Linked DNA regions of Mus musculus: region 2 is linked to region 1. A link is a contact called in public promoter capture Hi-C data. All regions are on one chromosome and are shown on one strand. The core of a region is the stretch at or near the end of the contact, and the rest is flanking DNA. Distances in the headings are between cores, read along the strand shown.

Region 1 (2,954 bases), core at 272-2,771:
TAACTGACTGTAGCTGCTATCAACCTCACTGCCTTCCTGCCAGAGCCACAAAAGCAACACACTGATGCATTTTTAATCTCAGTTTTATTTGCACCCAACTTTTTAATGTTAGTTTCTCAAATAGCTCCACAAGGAAGAAACCATATACGGCTCGGCTCGGCCTCCTGGGAAAAAACAGCCTTCAATACTAGGGAGGGCATCTGCAGTTTCTTGTAAACTCTAGAAAATTCTCTAAGCACCATTCTGATTACACGCTGAATTCAGTGAGATCACCCAACGTGATAACCTCATTGGTATTTCGTTTTTTTCTCCTCAGCCCCAGCTGGAGAATTTTTCCCCTCATTAAAATTAACAAGGTCAGTTTCCCAAGCTCAAGATACGAAGCAACTCCTGGTGGTGGGGTTTTGTTTCTTAAATTGAGCTACAGCTCTCTAAGTGCAGAGTTATACTAAGCGTCATTTACTTTATTGCTATGTAATAAGAAACCAAAATGGAAGGCCTTAGCCATCCTCCTAACACACCCTACACTTCAGCAACCACATGCAAACACGCACAGACCACACATCCCCCAACTCAGCCCCCAGGCTTCTCTGTCTTTTGGCCACAAGATAATCTCACTGCTCTTTAGAAGCAACAGCTTAGTGGAAGAAATTCAGAACTCAGAGGAAGGCTCGGTCACCCTGAGTGGCTGACAAAGTCACAGTGTCCGCAGGAAATAGGTTATAAGGTTAAAAGGTACAAGCCGAGAGGAGGGTTTTTGTCCCCCACAGGTGTGCGGAGTGGCCCCAGGTGACCAGATAGCTGAAGTGTAATGAGTCTCCACTGACAGTCAAAAGCCAGAAAGCAATTCTACCAAACACTTCAAAGAATACTATGTCAAAAAATAAAATGTGTGCTCAAAGCCACAATCCCCAATCGTGGGGAAATGGATGAAAGCAGGGAGGATCAACACCAAACTCATTGCTACACACATCTTACATTAACGAACGCATTGTTTAAAATGAATTTAAAAATCCAACTTTGTAAGCAAGATAAACACTACCGAGGTGGAGCAGCATACACACTTTGCGCTAGCTAGGCACACACAGACACCTTACTCCAAGCTGGAAGAAGCTTCATTTAGGGAGGCCACAGAGAAAGCAAGCAGCCCTGTCCAGGCACACCTCTCAGTCATCCTTTCAACAGGATCATCTGTGGCTAACCCAGCCACTTCCCTCTCTCCCTCCTCTCTGCACCCCTCCCCCCTACCATCACCACACAGGCGCTCGAGCGCGTGCGCGCGCGCGAACACACACACAATACACACATACACACGTGGACATACACACGTGTTTCAACACAAATAAAAGCTAACTGTAATTGAGATCAAAGAGGAAAGGAAGAGGAAAAGAAGATGCTGGAGACCAGCTCTGGGTGGAGGGGGTAGCTGCTGGTTTGTGGAGGCCATTTCCCTAGGCCAGGCTGGGAAGGGGGAGCTCCCTCGCGGCTGCCATTGTTGGCTGATCAAAGTCCAATCAGAAAGTAAGGGAGGAAACTCCGCCAGCCTCATGTGATCTGTACAGGAAGCCAAGTGTACAGAAAATGAGCTGTGTTTGTGAATAAGGCGCACCAAGACATCTTTACTAAGCATGGCAGGCAGAGAGAGAGAGAGAGAGAGAGAGAGAGAGAGAGAGAGAGAGAGAGAGAGAGAGAGAGAGAGAGAGAGAGAGAGAGAAACACTGACTCTCTATTTGAAGCTGTACCATAACAAGCCTTAATAAGTTAATGCAAAAAGCCTCCCAAGGAGTCTGGCTATAGGAGACACAGGTCTCTACTGAATCAAAATTCTGTTATGTTGTAATATAATAGATGTAAATTAAAACAGAAAATCTATCATGCCTCTAATGTACCCTGATAGCTGAGTCTGTGGATCCGGACGAGCAGAGGCACCCGGAGGAAGGGTGATATATGGCGGAGCTGGATGGAGGGTGAAAAGCGTGGCGAGATGAGCGGGAGAATGGCGCAGCCCGCTTGCGCTCCTCAGACCCAAGGGCAAGAGACGAATAAATGTTGATTAGTGTTGATTTTGTCCGACAAACGCCTGTCGAGTGACAGTTGGGCTAAGCTGCACTGAAAGAGAACCATTAATCTTGGTCTGGTTTAAGTAGAGTATATTAATTTGTGTCATTTTTACTAAGTCGCGCTGAGAAAGGCCTCTCGCTGCTTTGCATCTGACTGCTTTGGTGGTTGAGCCTTAATCCCCCTCCCCTCCCCCCCAACCCCACCCCCCGTTTTCTAAAACAGATACTACGGTGGCAGCGGTGGCAGCAGCAAATTCAAATGGCACAGCAGGGGAGCAGGGGACTGAGAGCTCCTCTCTTGGATTAAGAAAGTAAACTCCCAGGGTGTTGGCATGGCAACAGCATTGCAGATGAACTGCTATATATTCAGTGATTAATAAATTAACATTTTTTACAGTTGTTCCTCCGTTTCTCTCCACCCCCACCTTCACAATAACCCCCCTCCCCCATACACACTTCACCCTTCTCTAAGCTGCATCTCTTGCCTCAGTGTAGGGGAAGGAAAGAAGAGGAGCCGACACAGCTTGTGAGTTTGTGCCAGCCCACGACTGCTGTCTCTACAGACCTACAGCAAGGCCTCTGGTCACTTAGGATGCTGTCAGCGGGCAGTGGGACCAGCAGACAGATCCATGAAGAAACCCATGCCTGTGCTTCATTGGACAGGGCGCCAAGCGAGAGATGTTGCCAGCAGCATGCCCTAGCCCCAAGCTTGGGTCTTTCAAGCCCTGGCAGGCTAGGAAATAAATGAGAGATCTTCTCTCCACAGAACTGTCCCTCAATGTCAGTGATAGAATGGGGATAACTAGCTTCCCATAGGTGTGTTACACACACACACACACACAACACACACAACACAACAAAACAAAAAAAACCAACAAGCAAACAAAAAACCTT
Region 2 (3,099 bases), core at 366-2,865, 1.6 Mb after region 1:
CCCGATTAGCCATGTTGATAAGCAACATCCAGTTGTTCCCCTCTAATATGGTTCAATGACACAGTGAGTGAGGGTTGGAGCACCTGTTAGGGTGTGATTTAATATATCTCTAGCAAATACTTTAAGGGGGGCCGTATTAGTTGTTTACCGTGTCCCCATTTTCTTGTGGTGCCTTGGTCCCGCAAAGGCAAGGGTTCTCACCACTTCTTGGTACTGTTGCTATTAGGAAAACTGTAAATCGCAGTAAGTGAACCAACCGGTGAGGTTTTGGTTTGGGTTTTTGTTTTTTGGGGTTTTTTTTTTGCTTTGTTTTGTTTTGTTTTCAGGAGAATACACAGTAGCACAGCTTGAAGTTAAATCCCTGTCAACTACTAAGTCACAGCAGAATAGCCAAGAGTTTAAAAAAAAAAAAAGCCCTCAATACAAGTAGACAGAAAGCAGAATCAGCAAGCAGATAGAGCCGAAGACAAAGAAGCAGGAAAGAGCAGAGCTAGGAGGCTTCAGATGCACTGGGTCACAAAGAGTGATATGAAGGTCGCAGCAGATGGGGCCCACTGCTGGTAGCGAGGCCATTCTGGGTAACAGTAAGTTCTCATGCAGACTGCCAGCAAAGGGAGCTCCAAAGTGAGTCTGGAATCCACAGAATCTGGCGGCCCTGCCAGCAAAGTACCAAGCAGATACCGGCCTATTCATCCTTACTTTAAATACCAACTTTAGTATAAGTTGCACACACCACAGTATATCAAAATCACACCAATTCAGGTCTGACTTCTACAGGCACTTTCCACTCGAGAACGGCCAAAACCCAGCTGACCTAAAGGAGAGCGCACACTAACAAAAAGCCCAAGACAGACCCCTCCACTGGTTTAGTTAATATAGATGTGATTGGGTCACTGAAACAGGCTTAAGTGGCATTTAACAAATCCTGTATTAATTCCTCAAAAAATAGCAATGTAACCAATTGGGGGTAGGAGGGGAGTTGGTTGGGTCCATCCTCCACACATTCTTCATCAACAAATGATAAGTAGGTCAAGGGTCAAATGGGCAAGCCTGGAATAACTTTGCTGGCATCTGCATCAGGATAAGCCTTAGTTGCTAGACTGGTCGTTCTGTAGGTTCCTGGAAAGAGTATATGAAAACATGCTGCAGGAGTGAAATTTCCTCATTGTCCTAAAGTTCATGGATGCTGACATTTAAACACCCCGAGTGTTTAGGTTTAAAGTGAACTGTGGGCACCTACAATTAACTACTCTCGGAGACTGACGGTCCCTAGAGAACAACTGTCCAGCATCACTGCCAGGCTGACCAGTCACTGGCGGTTTAGCTTTCCTTTCCACTGTCATGTTTAATTCAAAGCGCCAGCCACCGAGCACCGAGCACCAAGCGAGGCAGGCATGACCACACCTCTTGGAAAGCCAGGGAACGGGGTCTCTGCGGACCCCATCGAAGTGAATCACCGACCTGCGCTTCCCCCCGCATAGACTCCGGGGTTCCATAGGAGGTCTCACCTGCTCGCCCCGGTGATCAAAACCACCTTCCGCATCTTCCACGCCCTGCACCGAAGTAGAACTGCACCGGGGTTCTCTTAGCCTGAACCTTGATCCGTGACCACGCGCACCTCGACCAATCAAGGCTCGGCCCGGCTCCACCTCTCCTGCGTCATCCGGTCCGCGCGTTAGGCCCGCCAATCGCGACTCGGCATCTTCTCTCCACGCCCAGACCGGGTGAGGTGAGATAGGCCGAGGGGCGGAGCCACGTGACACAAGGGTCCTATAGCCAATCCAGGCAGTCGCCGCCCCCAGTCTGCGGCGGGGGCTTTGTTCTGAGTGAAGCAAGCGGGCGGCAGAGCTGGAGGTTTCACAAGGCTGCTGGGAGAGGCTTCGGTGCAGGAACCCAAGTCCAAGTTTGCTTCTTAGGATGTGTAAAGCATGGTCTTTAAGAAAGAGAACCTGGATTTCATTGAATTGTATTTATGTCGAATCACGAGTAAGTTAGCAATTTCAAGCTCTGAATGTGGAATGAAACCAGAGAATCTCAGAACGCTAAAGGAATGCGTACTGTCATCTCCTTCAGACCTCTCAGGTCGCTGTAATGAGCTTTATTTTCTCACTCTCTCTGCCTCTCTCTCTCTCTCTCTCTCTCTCTCTCGCTCGCTCGCTCTTTTTTTTTTTTTTTTTTTGTCTCCAAGCCATCCCAGATGAGTACTTTGGAGGGAGCAGAACTAGGTAATCAGGGAGGGGCAAATGCATACATTAAAACTCCCTTTTTTTATTAAGTTCAATTCGCATAAAAATACCCTGCGCAGCTGTTATAATCGTTATCCCAGCTTTCGCTACTTACAGATGATTAATATTGAGTGAAAGGACTAATACTCATATGATTGAACAAACTATTCCTCTTTCAGAGCTGTAATTACTAGGGATAGCCGTGATCCTAAATGATAACGTCTTTTCTGGGCTTTAATCTATATGTTTTGATTAATGATACCAACAAACTGCTAAAACTTAAGAAAACTGGTTGATCATTTCAACTGTTCTTAAAAGACAGTAACTTAACAAATTTTCTAAAGCCTTGAAGTGGAAAAAAAAAAAAATCCCTGATCTTGAGATTCCATACCCAAATGATCCTTTTTAAACCCTGGAGTTCAGAAGTGGCAGCAAAAGAACAGAGAAAACTGTGTGGCTCTCCCAAAGAAAGCTCACTTTTTAAAAAGAAATTGGAGAGCCTGGTGGGTGGGTTGGGTGGCAGACAGGTGTGTCCACACTGCACCCTAGGGTAGCATGAAAATGGCCCACCAGAAAACTGTAAACTTAATTAACATATTATGACGTTTATTTTGAGTTGTTTTTTTTTTTTTAAGTTCTCTTGTGCAATTATTAGCATGAACTCTGTGCATGAAAGCAACATCAGGAGTCTGCCTGGGTCCGAGAGGAGTTCAGCCTTACTACAGCCTCAGATGAGAACAGGAGTGGGACCAGCTCTGAGTTAGATGAAACCCAGAAGACTTCAGAGAAAGTCCTCTATCACTTCCAGCCCAGCCCAGTAAGGGAAACTGGGACTCTTCCTCCTTTTGTTCTACTCAAGTTGCTGCTTCCAAGG

What was found. Promoter capture Hi-C pulls out the DNA fragments that hold promoters and counts their contacts.
Region 2: a promoter capture Hi-C map of liver shows a contact between it and region 1, with 2.5 times the contacts expected there. The contact joins the promoter of Hsd17b7 here to the enhancer-like site in region 1. A contact is called at or near these places in 3 of 39 promoter capture datasets (embryonic stem cells, hippocampal neurons and liver), 2 of 115 datasets of contacts at active chromatin or transcription factors (astrocytes and stem cell-derived neural progenitor cells) and 1 of 9 other capture datasets (embryonic stem cells).

The regions. Positions count from the first base shown.
Region 1 is chr1:168,355,855-168,358,808 of GRCm38.p6, forward strand. All of the region lies in intron 2 of Pbx1 (pre B cell leukemia homeobox 1), which reads right to left. Gm51671 (a long non-coding RNA gene) reads left to right here. Exons shown (of 2, transcript XR_003948152.1): 1 at 1-2,954. Among named protein-coding and RNA genes, the nearest start is that of Gm51671, 11 kb to the left of the region's middle. Within about 2 kb of position 1,522, at least 82 of the 459 cell types and tissues checked have an H3K27ac peak or open chromatin away from gene starts, as enhancers often do. A contact at or near this core is called in astrocytes, embryonic stem cells, hippocampal neurons and 2 more, where this site is marked.
Region 2 is chr1:169,967,590-169,970,688 of GRCm38.p6, forward strand. It overlaps Hsd17b7 (hydroxysteroid (17-beta) dehydrogenase 7), which reads right to left and starts at 1,616. Exons shown (of 9, transcript NM_010476.3): 1 at 1,509-1,616. The coding sequence starts at 1,543. 3110045C21Rik (RIKEN cDNA 3110045C21 gene) reads left to right here and starts at 1,820. Exons shown (of 3, transcript NR_040438.1): 1 at 1,820-1,986; 2 at 2,861-3,099.